Regions from separate parts of the Mus musculus genome. Here region 2 is linked to region 1. A link is a contact called in public HiChIP or PLAC-seq data. All regions are on one chromosome and are shown on one strand. The core of a region is the stretch at or near the end of the contact, and the rest is flanking DNA. Distances in the headings are between cores, read along the strand shown.

Region 1 (7,782 bases), core at 3,381-5,880:
TCTTAATTTTCTTTTTATTTTATTTTTTGTTAATCATTCCATTCATTTACATCTCAAATGATATTCTACTTTCCAGTTACCCCTCCATGAACCCCCCATTCCACATCTGCCCCCTCTCCTCAGTCCCCTTTGACTCTATGAGGGTGCTCCCCCACCCACCCACCCACCCCCTCCTGCACCACAGCTCCAGCATCCCCCTACACTGGGTCATCAAACCTCCACAGGATCAAGGGCCTCCCCTCCCATTGATAGACAAGACATGTTCAGACAAGGCCATCCTCTGCTACATATATATCTGGAGCCATGCATTCCTCCCTGTACACTCTTTGACTGGTGGTCTAGTCCCTGGGAGCACTGTCTGTCTAGACAATGTTGTTGCTGTTGCCAAGAGGTGCTTGCTGACAGAAACTTGGTATGGCTGTTCCTTGGGAGGTTCAGCCAGCAACTGACTGATGCAGATGTGAATGCTTGGAGCCAACCATCTGACTGAGCTCAGGGAGCCCAGTGGGGGAGCTGGGGGAAGGACTGGAGGAGAGAAGAGGATTGCAACGAAGCAAGCTTGTACAATGACTCTGGAAATCAGTCTGGCGGTTCCTCAGAAAATTGGACATAGTACTACCAGAGGATCCCGAAATACCTCTCCTGGGCATATATCCAGAAGATGTTCCAACCGGTAAGAAGAACACATGCTCCACTATGTTCATAGCAGCCTTATTTATAATAGCCAGAAGCTGGAAAGAACCCAGATGTCCCTCAACAGAGGAATGGATACAAAAAAATGTGGTACATTTACACAATGGAGTACTACTCAGCTATTAAAAAGAATGAATTTATGAAATTCCTAGGCAAATGGATGGACCTGGAGGGCATCATCCTGAGTGAGGTAACCCAATAACAAAAGAACTCCCACAATATGTACTCACTGATAAGTGGATATTAGCCCAGAAATTTAGAATACCCAAGATATAAGATACAATTTGCTAAACGCATTAAACTCAAGAAGAACGAAGACCAAAGTGTGGACACTTTGCCCCTTCATAGAATTAGGAACAAAACACCCATGGAAGGAGATACAGAGACAAAGTTTGGAGCTGAGATGAAAGGATTGACCAGCTAGAGACTGCCATATCCGGGGATCCATCCCATAATCAGCTTCCAAACGCTGACACCATTATATACACTAGCAAGATTTTGCTGAAGGACCCAGATATGGCTGTCTCTTGTGAGACTATGCCATGGCCTGGCAAACACAGAAGTGGATGCTCACAGTCAGCTATTGGATGGATCACAGGGCCCCCAATGGAGGAGCTAGAGAAAGTACCCAAGGAACTGAAGGGATCTGCAATCCTATAGGTGGAACAATAATATGAACTAACCAGTGCCCCCCAGACACCCCTCGTGTCTCTAGCTGCATATGTATCAGAAGATGGCCTAGTCGGCCATCAGTGGAAAGAGAGGCCCATTGGTCGTGCAAACTTTATATGCTTCAGTACAGGGGAACGCCAGGGCCAAGAAGTGGGAGTGGGTGGGTAGGGGAGTGGGTGGGGCAGCGTGTGGGGGACTTTTGGGATAGCATTGGAAATGTAAATGAAATAAATACCCAATTTAAAAAAACTGAAAAAAAAAGAAGTGCATGAAAAAAAAAGAGAGAGAGATGTTTAAAGATGAGGTGCTAAATGCCAGAGACTGTAGTTTCAGGCCTACACAGAAGGCAGGTCAGCTACAGTGGCACAGTAAATTAGACTTAGAAAAGTAAACTTTCAATTATTATACAGCAACCCTAAATATCTCATAAGACAAAAGTCTTATCCCATATCTTGGAAAACAAAAGTCTTACCCTCTGCCCTTTCCCCCCTCTATTGCCTCAAGGAGAACCAACAAGAAAGAACATGCTGGGACTGGTCCCAGTCAACAGAAGTGGAAAGAAGCAGCCAGAATACCATGAGAAGTTCTTTGGTGCCTTTTTCTCTATGAAGGCACAGCACAACAAACAAAGATAGCAGCAGAGTGTTGGAAGGCAAACCAATGCAAGAGAGCTGCATTGTCTCAATGTCTGTGGGGTTATATCCTTTCTATACATGCGCCCTCTGAAAAGTCCACTGCAGCAGAACAGCATATGCCCTCTGCTTCAGTACAACATCCTCTCATAAGACAGCTTCCGGGAAAACATCACATGGCACAACCTACTCTCCAAAGAAGCTAGAAATTTCCACTTCACAAAACATTTAAGCATGCTTCTCTAATCTAGAATGTGAAATCCATACATTTACTCTCGGGATGCCTGCTGCTCTGAAGAGTCAATTACAGCTAAGAATACTGAAAGACTATTGGTCAGATCATCCAGTACCCACATAGGTAAGTTATCCACAGATCACCTGATGATGAAGATACAATCTGGAAAGCCAAAATTCGCTATTAGAAGTTAGTTGTGCTGTATTTTTACTATAGCATGAAATCTGGGCATTAAAGACCCCTAAATGACAACTAATCTTCCATATGCACTTGGTATGTGGATTCAGAAAGATTGCACTTTTGAATCACATGACCAAGCAGATGAAAAAATAAGATCACACACATACACATCATGGGAGAGAGAAAGAGAGTGGGAGGAAGGGAAGAGAAAGAGAAGGAAAAGATAAAGGGGATAAAAAGGAGAGAGAATGAAGGAATGAAGGAATGAATATGAATATAATTATGACCTGGCCAGCCTGGAACAGTCTATTAGCCTCAAATTCACAGAGATCCACTTGTTTCTGCCTCCCTAGTTCTGAGATTAAAGAAATTCACCACTACATCGGGTTAATTTTACCATTTCATGTCTGTTCTTCATCTTTTTTCCTTTCTTTCCTTAATAACCACATATTTAAGAGTTTCTTTAAAAATCATTTTTAAATATTTGCTAAAAATAAGCAAGCATATTTGCTAACATGAACTTGTGAGGGTTTAAATATGCTAGCATTTAGATTTACGCTTTTGATATTGTCTGCTAAGTATAATTAAACTGTAAAGTGGAAATTTCTGGTTACTTTGGAAACTTAGGTTATAATTACGTTTTGCTGGGGCAGAAAGGTGAAAGGCTGTTTTGCTAAAGCAGACATGTGAAAGAATGCTTTGCTGAAGCAGACACGGGTGAAAAGATGTTTTGTTATAGCAGACACATGAAAGGATGTGTGGTGTTTAGAAAGAATGTAAATATGAGCCCACAGACAATGGGAGCTGGGGCATTGGTTCGCTTTGCTCCACCTTGACAGTCTGCTGGCAACATGGATGTATTGGTTCACCTTGCATTGCATTGCTGCGTTTCCTTTGTAATGACTTAATAGAGAAAAGCTTACCAAAGAACTTCTCATGACATCCCTGTGTCTTCTTGCCTCTTCCACAGAATCAGGCTGGTTGGTGAGCCTCACGGTTTCTTCTGAACTGAACTGCCCTTGACAATTCATGTGTGGTGTCTGTCAAGTGGACCGGATTGCAGATGCTAATTTGTGTTTTGTGTTTGTCTAGTGAACTGGACTGAGAACAACAATGATTGGAATCACCCCCCAAAGAACTATTTCTAAACATGTCCACTTCCCCTGTCTCCTAATTACCTTTCTTTTCCACTACTTCTGGTGGGTGATGGGATAGAAGGGAGATTGAACCCTTACAAAGATAGGTTGTGAAAAATATATGCCTATAAAACCCTCTGTCCCCATTCATGTATATCACCATAAAAGAAGAAGACATATATTGTGATTGTATTTTCCTGAGACTAAGTTTGCATATCTAACTGACCTTTTTCATTATCTAGAAAGATGTAGCAATTTGGAATCCCAAGGAATATAATGCCAAGCTGGGAGCTTTCTGGATATATGATTAGAATAGAGCATCCAATCCTACCAAACCTTAACACACTATGTTGTTACAGTAGAATCCCAGACACTAGACATTTCTTCTTCTCTATTTCTGTAAGTCAATGTTCAGAGATCAGTAGATTAATCAAAATCATACAATAGCTAAAGAGCTTACCCAGGGTCCTACTGACAATTGATCTTCTCATCGCTCCAAACAGCTTCAATGTCATGCTAATTTGGTTTGGAAAGCAGCAGGTGTAGAAACCCCAGACCCTTCCCAACGTGCTCCAAATTCAATCAGAAATGAAATCATACCTATGTGGTATGAAGCAAAAAGATAACAAAATAACATTATAGAATGCCATGCTGCATGCTATCAACAGAAGTGTTCACTGCAATATTTTAAGGAAGGGCTGGAGAGATGGTTTAGTCGTTTTTCCAGAGAACTCCAGTTCAGTTCCTAGCACCCACTTTGGGTGACTCTAATTTCAGCTCCAGAGAATCAGACATCTTTTTCTGCCCTTTATCTGCACAAATACATACACACACACACACCAATAAATAATAAATAAATTTTAAAATCTTTTTAATGTTTAAAGATAAGGAGATGCATTTTGGAATTAGCCTGTCTTATGAATGTGAGCTGAAAGACATTTATCCTTGAATTTGAAGGAATCATTGGAGGCTTATGGGTGAGAGCAGAACAAAATTACTGGAAAGCAACTGGAGGGTTATCAAAGATAAATTGTTCTTACTTCAATACAAGGCACATGGCCAAAGGTGACCTGTTTGACCAAGAGTCTGCAAACATTTCTTTAGTGGTGACTAACTGGCCCTTCTAGTTACAGTCTGTGGGTTTCTGGGGTTCAAAAGAAACTGGCAAAGTCCGCCTCAAATGGAATGGCAGCAAGCCAATAACTAGGAAAACAGCTCAAATACAGTAAGTAGCTTAATTCTATTGTGATTTGGAGGCGGTGGAGACCAGTAACTCACAAGGTAATCATTTAAGTGGTAATCATCTAGAAAGACTGGGAAGAGGATAAGGAAGGAGAAAACAAAGAGATACCTAGAGTGACTTGTCTTCAGATCTGTGCCATTCTGAACCAAAGGTCATCTGACTCTTTGTATAATGGCCACAGCCACAGTTATTGGCCATCAGCCATCAGATTTTACTGGGGTTCTGTTTTTGGTTTTGTTTTTGGTTATTGTGAAACCCAAACCACAGCTGTTAAGCACTTAGTTGCAGCTGTCTGGCAATGACATTCTGCCTCTACTTGATATAAACTCCATGTGTTCCTTTGTGAATGACCTCTTCCTTTGCTTCGCTGATAAGGACTTTTGAATAGTAAAGATATTTACACTTGTGGGGGTTGCTGCATCGGTGGACACAGACTTCTGAAGCATTGTGTTGCCTGTCTGATGTTTCAAACACAGGAATTTAGAATGGAATGTGGTCCAAGAGCCTGGATCCCAGGTCTCTTAAGAGAGCCCAGAGACAGAGATTGCTGGCAAAGAAAGCAGAAGAAGGGAAAGATGGGGTCTACGAGGGAGAGGGATGGTGTCAGAGGGTGAGAATGAAGGGAGAGGTGGATCTTCCACCACTCGAATCATAAAAAACCTGATGGAACTCCAGCGTGTGAAAGGTCAGGACATTATATTCAAAGGAAGTAGAGGAGTCCAGTAAGCTATAAGAGCTTCTGAGACTAGTGAAGAGAAGCAACTTAGGACAAATATTGAAACCCAATATAAAACAAAGACAGCCTTGTTCTCTACCAAAAGCTTTATGCAAGCTACTTCTAACAGTCAAGACATTAAAGACAGTGCTGGTGGTTTTTATTTCTATTAAACCATGTGTCCTAGTCTGATTTTCTGTCACTATAGTAAAACGCTGGCCAAGTCCAGTTAAGGAGAAAGGGGATGACTTCGCCTTACAGGTTACAGACTTTAATAGAGGGGAGCTAAGGCAGGAACCTGAAGGCACAAATGAAACAAAGACCACAGTGGAATGATGCGGATTGGTTTGCTCCTCATGCCCTGCTCCCCTTGCTTCTCTACACAACACAGACCTATGTGACTAAGGGTGGCACTTCCCACAGTAGGCTGGGCCCTCATCAGTGAATTAACAATCTAGAAAATGTCTCACAGACATGGATGCAGAACAGTCTGATGTGAATAATTGTTGAGTCGAGGTTTGCTCTTCCTAGGTGACTTCAGGGTTTCATCAGGGCTGACATCTGAAGCAAACTTTGACCTTTCCACATCTTGCCAATATTTTTTATGTCATAAGTTAGCACAGTTTTGTCAAGAGATAGATCATCCTGCCTGCCTTTTGTTTTATGATTTAGAAGTTTTATCTAGATAAACTAGTCCACCATTTATTTTCTGTCCTTGCTCCTACAATAAATTGCTCACTGCCAGTTTGTGATCTTTAGTTACCAGATGGTGGCCTCATTCCCAACCTAAAAGGAATGTTTTCCTGTATTGTACATTTGTTCCAAGCCTGTTTTCTTTCCCCAATGCATTTAACCCATGACACACGGAGGTTTACAGAGCTCTATTTGCAGCTTATATTCTGTAAAAGTCTTAAAATTACTTGTATCAATTTAGGAGTTCTATAAAATTATCAATTCATCCACACAGCATTTCTACATGAAAAAATATTTTTTATTGATTCTGCAGATCTGTCCCATAGTGTGGGCTGATGCCCAGGAATCATCAAGCTATGTACGAGTGAGTGGCAGGAAAGGCACATCAGCAGCAAGAAACAATCCTAGGATGAAGTCTCTGAGAACCCCGCTTCTCAAAACACACCCATCACACCCATGCAAACTGGTGGGCCATCTCCAGAAAACTCACTTTTTTAACTTAGCCTTTCCTAGATGTGTTCTAACAGAAGACATTAAGTATTACAAAGTTTAGCTGCAGCATATGATCTAGCCTGGGCCCCCTCTGAACCACAATTTCTGTGTGTTGACTTTAAGGAAACACTTCTGAGAAGATTGTACCTCAATAGTGCTGGTATTACTAACCACAGTGTTGGGAGCTATTAAGACAACACAATTGTCCTGATCTCTGAATTGGGCCTCTCCCCCGAGAAGAAAAGGTTGTCAAAAGCGGGCCACCGGACGCACCGCTCTGAGAACAACCACAGATTGTACCAACCCTAAGTCAGCACTGGATGTCCTGACCTCAAGATGTACCCTGATACCACCAAGTTCCTTCTTCCCCTTGTAGTCGCCAAAAGAAAAATTTCTGCTGCCCCATCCCTCCTGCTGAGAAGCATTTGCTCTTTTTCCTCTGCCCCATTCCTCCTGCTGAAAGGCACTTCCCCTTTTGCTTGTGCATTTAAACCTCGGGCCTGGCTAATACATTTGGGGTCTTGATGCAATCCAGAACGGTTTCCGTGTCGTTATTCGCACAAGACCCTCATCTCTCTCTACCCCCCTATTTGGTTATTAGGAGAAGGTGCCCTCAAGACCCTCAAATAACTGGACCTGCTGGACGGGTCACCACAGCTGAACTTTGAACCCTGGCTGGGCTGCATCCTTTGTTCAAGTAAAGCCCAGGAGGTTTCATTTCCAAAGACTATTAGTTCAAATATGTCAAACAAAGAGCCTTGATGGGACTCTCAAATTTCCCTCTGAAATTTCACAAATCAGGACTTCATTCCTATCCTCCAGGTTCCCAGAGAATGACCTTAAGCTACAAATACACAGTGGTTTTTCCAGTCCAAAGCTCTAGAATCCTTCCCCCCAAACCCAGTGCCAAGTTCCATCATAGCAGGACCCTATTCTCTGGTACCAATTTCTATCATGCTTAGCTTTTCTGTTGCTATGAGAAAGCACTGTTCAAAAACAACTTGAGGATAAAGTGATTTATTGCACCTTACAGATTATCATCTATCAGCTGGTAATGTCAATAGAGAAATTCAGTGTAGGAACTTGGAGGC
Region 2 (7,782 bases), core at 2,733-5,232, 68 kb before region 1:
GAATCTCTGCAGCTTGCTACCTAGACATTCTAGCCAATTCAGTGAGCTTACAGATTCAGATGAAAGATTTTGTCTTTAAAAAATATGGTGATCTCCCGTCAATAAGACAAAAAGACCACCAACAGATTGGGAAAGGATCTTACTTATCCTAAATCAGATAGAGGACTAATATCCAATATATATAAAGAACTCAAGAAGGTGGACTCCAGAAAATCAAATAACCCTCTTAAAAATAGGGCTCCAAACTGAACAAAGAATTCTCACCTGAGGAATACCGAATGGCAGAGAAACACCTGAAAAAAATGTTCAATATCCTTAATCATCAGGAAAATGCAAATCAAAACAACCCTGAGATTCCACCTCACACCAGTCAGAATGGCTAAGATCAAAAATTCAGGTGACAGCAGATGCTGGCGAGGATGTGGAGAAAGAGGAACACTCCTCCATTGCTGGTGGGATTGCAAGCTTGTACAACCACTCTGGAAATCAGTCTGGCGGTTCCTTAGAAAATTGGACATAGTGCTACCAGAGGATCCAGCAACACCTCTCCTGGGCATATATCCAGAAGATGTCCCAATCGATAAGAAGGACACATGCTCCACTATGTTCATAGCAGCCTTATTTATAATAGCCAGAAGCTGGAAAGAACCCAGATGCCCCTCAACAGAGGAATGGATACAGAAAATGTGGTACATTTACACAATGGAGTACTACTCAGCTATTAAAAAGAATGAATTTATGAAATTCCTAGCCAAATGGATGGACCTGGAGGGCATCATCCTGAGTGAGGTAACACAATCACAAAGGAACTCACACAATATGTACTCATTGATAAGTGGATATTAGCCCAAAACTTAGGATACCCAAGATATAAGATACAATTTGCTAAATGCATGAAACTCAAGAAGAATGAAGACAAAAGTGTGGACACTGTGCCCCTTCTTAGAATTGGGAACAAAACACCCATGGAAGGAGTTACAGAGACAAAGTTTGGAGCTGTGACGAAAGGATGGACCATCTAGAGACTGCCATATTCAGGGATCCACCCCATAATCAGCTTCCAAACGCCTACACCATTGCATACACTAGCAAGATTTTGCTGAAAGGACTCACATATAGCTGTCTCTTGTGAGACTATGCAGGGGCCTAGCAAACACAGAAGTGGATGCTCACAGTCAGCTATTAGATGGATCACAGGGCTCCCAATGGAGGAGCTAGAGAAAGTACCCAAGGAGCTAAAGGGATCTGCAACCCTATAGGTGGAACAACATTATGAACTAACCAGTACCCCAGAGCTCTTGACTCTAGCTGCATATATATCAAAAGATGGCCTAGTCGGCCATCACTGGAAAGAGAGGCCCATTGGACTTGCAAACTTTATATGCCCCAGTACAGGGGAACGCCAGGCCCAAAAAAAATGGGAATGGGTGGGTAGGGAAGTGGGGGGGAGGGTATGGGGGACTTTTGGGATAGCATTGGAAATGTAATTGAGGAAAATATGTAATAAAAAAAGAAAAAAAATATGGTGATCTCTACAGGCTTTATCTCCCCTTTGTTGGGTATTTAAGCTAATGTTATCCCAGTTGGGTCCTGGGAGCCTCTCCCTTCCCAGGCAATCTGGGACTTTCTAGTGCCACTCCCCGCCCCCCCCCCCCCCCCCCCGTTCCCCACCTCCACTGCTACATATTTCTATTCATTTTCTGGACCCTCTGGATTTCTCTCCTGTCTCTTCCCATACCTGCTCCTGCCCCCCCCCCGTTTTCCCTCCCCCACCTCTCTCCCTCCCAGGTCCCTCCCTCCCTCCCTCCACCTCCATTAGATAGGCATGACCCACCCATGTCAAAAATGTTAACACAGAATTTTTCCTGTCTAAAGGAAATGCAGGGACAAAACATGGAGCAGAGGCCAAAGAAAAGGCCATCTAGACACTACCCCACCTTGAGATCCATCCCCAGAGCTCCCAGGTACTAAACCATCAACAAAGAATACACATGGAGGGACCCCATGGCTCCAGCTACATATGTAGCAGAGGATGGCCTTATCTGGCAACAATGGGAGGGGAGGCTCCAGGTCCTGTGGAGGCTTGATGGGTCAGCATAAAGGATGCTAGAGTGGTGAGGCAGGAGTGGGTGGGTAAGTGGATGAGAGAGCAAAGGGGAGGGGAGATGGGATGGGTAGTTTGTGAGGAGAAACCAGAAGGGGCACAATATTTGAAATATAAAATAACCAATAAAAGCTTAAGTTCATTGGTTAAAAATAATAATAAGGTGGATTGGGGACTGGAGAGGTGGCTCAGGGATAAAGAGCACAGTTGCTCTTGCAGAGGACCCAGATTCAGTTCCCATACGGTAATCTGCAATCTGTAACTCCAGTTCCAAGGGATTTGACTCAATTCTTAACCCCACGGACACAAGGTATGCACTTGATGTATGCGCATGCACAGACGTACAACCAAAACACCCAAACACATAAGATAAAATAAATAAACCTTTTTAAAATAAAAATTACGGTGATACATAGAGAAACCCTGTCTCTAAAACAAACAAACAACAACAAAAAAAAACAGTATAATGAATTTGTTTTTTAATTGTGTGAGAATTTCATACATGTATTACATTTACATAATTTCCCCTCTAATTTTTCCTGTGTGTCTACTCAATTCCCTCTCAAATTCATGGCATCTTAATTTCTATTGTACACACACATACACACACATACACACACACACACCCCTAATGTCTTTTAACATTGTTCATATGTACCCGTCTTTAGGGCTGACCACTTGGGATTGGATGAACTACAAGACTTTTTTCTGGAGAGCACTGGTTCTCCGTTCCTCACCAGTCATTGGTTGCCTATATCTCTTTATCTAGGAGTAGACCCTAGAAATTTTACCTCTTCCTGTTGGCATGTCAGCTGTGGTTGTCATTATGTAAGTTTCCTTTAGGCAGATATATTGTTGCAACCTCCCGGGAGCAGCAATCCTGTCTAGAAGATATTGTCCAGCAGCCATATAGCCTAGTCCTCTGATTCACATCCCTTCTTCCAGGATGTTCCCTGAACTTATATTATGGGTGTACATAATGTGTTGGGTCTGGGTACCTCTTGGCGACCAGTTATGGATCCTTGTAGTAGCCTCAGTTAGATGCAAAAGGAAGCTTCTTGAAGAAGCATGAGAACTACATTCAACTGTAGGCATAAGAAGTATTTAAAATGCAGTTAGAAATTATATTGCTTAAGAAAAATAGCAGTGGTACATTCTCCTCTAGGGTCTATGACCGCTACATCCACAGAGAGTTGACTAGGTTTAGAATATCAAACACAATTTCCTTCTGATTGAGAAGGCTTGGTGTTCAATTATATAGCTGTTGGATACCCCCAAGGTAAATAATGCCACAGTTACACCAGTCAGAAAAATAATAGCATGGTACACAGTAATATATAATTAAAATAATATATAATAAAATAGCATATTCATAATCCATGATTAGTGTTTATTAAGCAAATGGCAATCAAGCTGCAAAAATAACAGAAATATGGACAGCACTTGATGAAGACCCTTGATGTCTATCTCTTTCCTCCAGGAGCAGAAGGGACATACAAGATAATTGTCTCCAGTATCTAGAATGAAGACCCTAAAACCTACTCCATAAATCAACAGTCAAGACTAAAGCTCAGCGGGAACTGGAAAAAAATCACCAGAGAACTAAATGAAAGCAAAACTGAGAAATAAGAATGAAAATCCTGAGTGAAGAAGTCAGAAGCCCAGGGCTGTGGGTGGAGAGAAAGCTTTCCTCCGATAACACAGCTCTCTGATTTACCACCTTCCAGTTTAAAAGCAACGCATTAAATGTTGCTCTCCAGCTTAGGCATCCTGCAAGCTTGGGAATATTGAATTTCCTCCGTTATACAGCCACATGGCCAGGTGACCAAATATAACTGGCACCGCCCTGCGGGGGCTGGCTGCACAGCGGTAAAAGAGGAGCAGCCATGCGCGGTCACGTGTCCGTGGTGTTTGGCAAGACCAACCCAGAGCTGAGATCATAAACTCCCGCTGAGAGCAGCTTTCACCAGTCGCGTTCACGGACAGCAAACAGTTAAACTCTAGAAAGGTGCTGGAGAATAGGGGGAGGGGAAGGTGTCTCACTTTATTATTCTAAACAGAGCCCGTGATTAAATGGTGCGGCTGGAGTCCCTGCTTGGCATTTCCCGAAAGTAAGTTTCTGAGATTTTGTTTTCCTTATCAGGTTTATTTGTTTGGGCATCGGGATTATTATTGTTGTTGTTATAATAAAAAAATGAACCGTTTTATGAGCTGAATGCTAACCATCTGTGTCAAAGTTGGTTTTTTAAAAATCAGTGGGCTATTCTGAAATGTTTTGGTGTCTGGTGTGTAATATTAAATAGAGCAAGGTATTCAATTAAAATATATACCTTTATATCATGATGTTCTGCTGAGCCATAAAATGAGTGTGCGAATGAGCTGAAATTGGCCAACAGACTGACTGTCAAGCTGAGACACTTCAGGATTGAGTGGGAAGCTTGTACTGCCTCTGGAGTTATTTGCTTTGATGATGTAATTTGGCAATCTGGGGTTAACTTTTCTGAGACTGCTTCCGGAGAGGGTTCACAGAACACTTGATGAATAGCAAGCTGTGACTGTTCTTGGATCTCTGGCTGTTCTGACACCGTGGGGGAAATGAGAATGTGAAATGTGCAGGGCTCTCCTGTCTCACAGCCTAACTTTGAATGTTCATCCTTCAGCACAGAAGTGTCAGCCTCCCAGGGCAACAGGGGAGGAGAAACACTTAGTCTCTCGCCCTCTGTCTCTGTCTGTCTCTGTCTCTGTCTCTGTCTCTGTCTCTGTCTCTGTCTCTGTCTCTGTCTGTCTGTCTGTCTGTCTGTCTCTCCCTCCCTTCCCCTTTCTCCTCCTCCCCCCCCCCCCCCCACTTAAACATTTTGGATATTATTTATGCCACAGATAAGGAGGGTTCATGTCTTCAGTATTTTTACAAATCGCAGAACACACACACCAGGAGTGGACAGACAAGGAGGCGATTTTAATTTACAAATAAAATCAGAGAAGTTGCAGACAAGAGTGCAGTTGCCTGCAGGGCTGTGCCTGATTCTGTATTGAGATCTCTACTCAGACAACTCTGCCACCCCAACAGACTACACAGTCCCCTCAGAAGTTGTTCCCTCTGGATTATCCGGACTGAGAACAACTCATGAGGCACCTTAGCGGCCCCTCAGTGGGCACTCCAACCTGATGCAGCTCCACTCTTGGCATCCATTCCTTCCTTCTCTCTTTCCATGAGTTGTCTCCTTTCTTTTCTTGCCTGTCTGCCTTGCCTGGGACCTCCTTTAACAGCCCTATGCAGGTTCCTCCTGTGGCAATAGCCCCTGAGCCTGCTTCAGCCATTGTGTCTCCCATTAGACTGGCCAGGACTTATCACCTGAGCTTCGACTCTAGAGAATCCACGAGAGTGAGCTCTCTGTGTGTGGTAAACATGAGGAGCACTTCTGGTAAGGACCCACCAGCTTGTTGCTGTGGATCATCGTGTGGGGTTCATCCCTAGCACTCGCTTCAGTTCTTAGGACTTAGAACCAATTTTATGGTATTCACCATGGAGCTACTGACTTTGTGGTCAAAAGCCCGGGCCATTCACGCCCCTGGCTTCCCAGAAATCTGATAAGCATGGGATTCTGGGGAGCCTTCCCTTTCATGATTCAGCTTAGGTATCCAGTGTCCTCCCTCAGGAAAAAAAAAATGCTTTTGAAGAGCATTTACATCCCTTAGTTTGCAGAAGAGGTTTCACCAGAGCATGTTTGCATAGTATTGATTGTTGAAGTTGTAGCAGGAGGTGGTGTTATTATGCACTAAAACATCTTCTGCAGGAAATTTTACATTCCCATTTAATTATTTATATATATATATATATATATATATATATATATATATATATATGCAAATCCCCTTATCAAATCACCCACTGATATTTACACACAAACACACCTGCCCACCCCCTCTCCTATAGATGATCTTCCCTCTCTTCCTTCGGTGTTGAATTAGCTAAAGCTGTGGTTTGCTGCACACCTGTGGGAAAGTTTGTTCTGTTCTGCTAAGTAGTCTCTATGGCAGTACAATAATGCTGTTCTCTTCAGCCGGTTCTGGGCAAAGCCCCTGGAATGCCCTCCTGCGTACTGCCTCACACACAAGGCAAAGGATCATGAATTCCCAATCCAGATGAAGCCAGTCCAGAGCCACTACCTGGAGTTTCTACCTCTGCCTCCCAGATACAACACCTCACCACAGAAATGACCATTCACTGGAAAGATAACAGATTATTATTCGTAGACATAAATCTATTTGTGCTTACTTCAGATTAAAAGTTGAGTCACATTTCTGTATAATAACCGGATCAGTTAGAATCTATCCGAGAGCTCATATATGTAGACAGTATTTGTAAAAGATAAATCGTAATAAGAGCTGTGAAATTTTCATAAAATAAATCACAGTTCTTTGGGAAAATTAAGAGCAACCATTAAAGATATATGAATACCTTTATAATGTGCTTTGAACAGGACAGGAAATTGAGGAAAGGAAAAAAATATTTAACAGCTCAGCAAAAAATGATAAGAATATAAAAAGTATGATTAGAATAGAGGTAAATAAAATCAAATATAAGAATAAAACATAGTGAGAGATTATCCAAAGCAAAGGTTCATACATAATTTAATTCACTTTAAAAATATTATTATTTATTAATTAGGTTTTAAACAACAGAACAGTTGTCAGTATTTTATGAACCAAATATTTGAAACGTCAGCCAATGCTTTAAAGTAAAGAGCTAGATAAAGGTGTGTGCAGACAAATGTTAACCGGGAGAAACATGGGGTGTCTGTGTTGCTTTAAGAAATCCAAGTCGTCCCCCCACCCAAACACACACACACACACACACACACACACACACACACACACACACACACACACTACATAGCTGGGATAGTGGCACTGTGTCTTAAGCTTTTCACCATTCAATTCTACTACAATAGTAGCAGAGTCAGAGGAGGGCAAGCAGACACACCCCAGGCCTCCAACATCTACCATGGCATTACTGTTCCCTTCTGTAGTCAAAACAGTAGTCAGCTTGCTTGCTTGCTTTTATTGGTTATTTTGTTTATTTACATTTCAAATGTTCTCCCATTTCCCAGTTTCCCCTCTGCAAGCCCCCTATTCCATCCTCCTCCCCTACCTCTATGAGGGTGCTTCCCCCAACCCCCTCCCATCTCACCTCTCTAGCATCCCACTATGCTGCATCATCAAGCCTCCACAGGACCAAGGGCATCCCCTCCCATTGATGCTAGATAAGACAGTCCTCTACTACATATGTAGCTGGAGCCATGGGTCTCCCCATGTGTACTCTTTGGTTAGTGGTTTAGGTTCCTGGGGTCTGTTTGGTTGATACTGTTGGTTCTTCTTATGGGGTTGCAAACCCCTTCAGTCCTTTCTCTAACTCCTCCATTGGGGACCCCATGCTATATCCAATGGTTGGCTGTGAGCATCTGCATCTGTATTGGTCAGGCTCTGGCAGAGCCTCTCTGGGGACAGCTATACCAGGCTTCTGTCAGCAAGTGCTTCCTGGCATCAGCAATAATGTCTGGGTTTGGTGCCTGCAGATGGGATGAATCCATAGGTGGGACAGTCTGGATGGCCTTTAATTCAGTCTCTGTTCCACTCTCAGTCCCTGTATTTTCTTTAAAAAGGAACAATTCTGGCTT

Evidence for each region. HiChIP or PLAC-seq counts read pairs in DNA pulled down with a chosen protein or histone mark.
Region 2: a contact with region 1 is called in an H3K27ac HiChIP or PLAC-seq map of heart atrium, with 6 read pairs. The contact joins the promoter of Abca8b here to the enhancer-like site in region 1. A contact is called at or near these places in 2 of 39 promoter capture datasets (frontonasal cranial neural crest and macrophages), 1 of 484 Hi-C or Micro-C datasets (liver), 2 of 115 datasets of contacts at active chromatin or transcription factors (heart atrium and intestinal crypt epithelium) and 3 of 9 other capture datasets (adipose tissue, liver and pancreatic islet).

Annotation. Positions count from the first base shown.
Region 1 is chr11:109,924,414-109,932,195 of GRCm38.p6, reverse strand. It overlaps Gm39444 (a long non-coding RNA gene), which reads left to right and starts at 1,608. Exons shown (of 2, transcript XR_880288.2): 1 at 1,608-2,355; 2 at 3,383-4,391. Within about 2 kb of position 4,630, at least 23 of the 459 cell types and tissues checked have an H3K27ac peak or open chromatin away from gene starts, as enhancers often do. A contact at or near this core is called in adipose tissue, heart atrium and liver, where this site is marked.
Region 2 is chr11:109,992,045-109,999,826 of GRCm38.p6, reverse strand. It overlaps Abca8b (ATP-binding cassette, sub-family A (ABC1), member 8b), which reads left to right and starts at 3,982. Exons shown (of 39, transcript NM_013851.3): 1 at 3,982-4,215.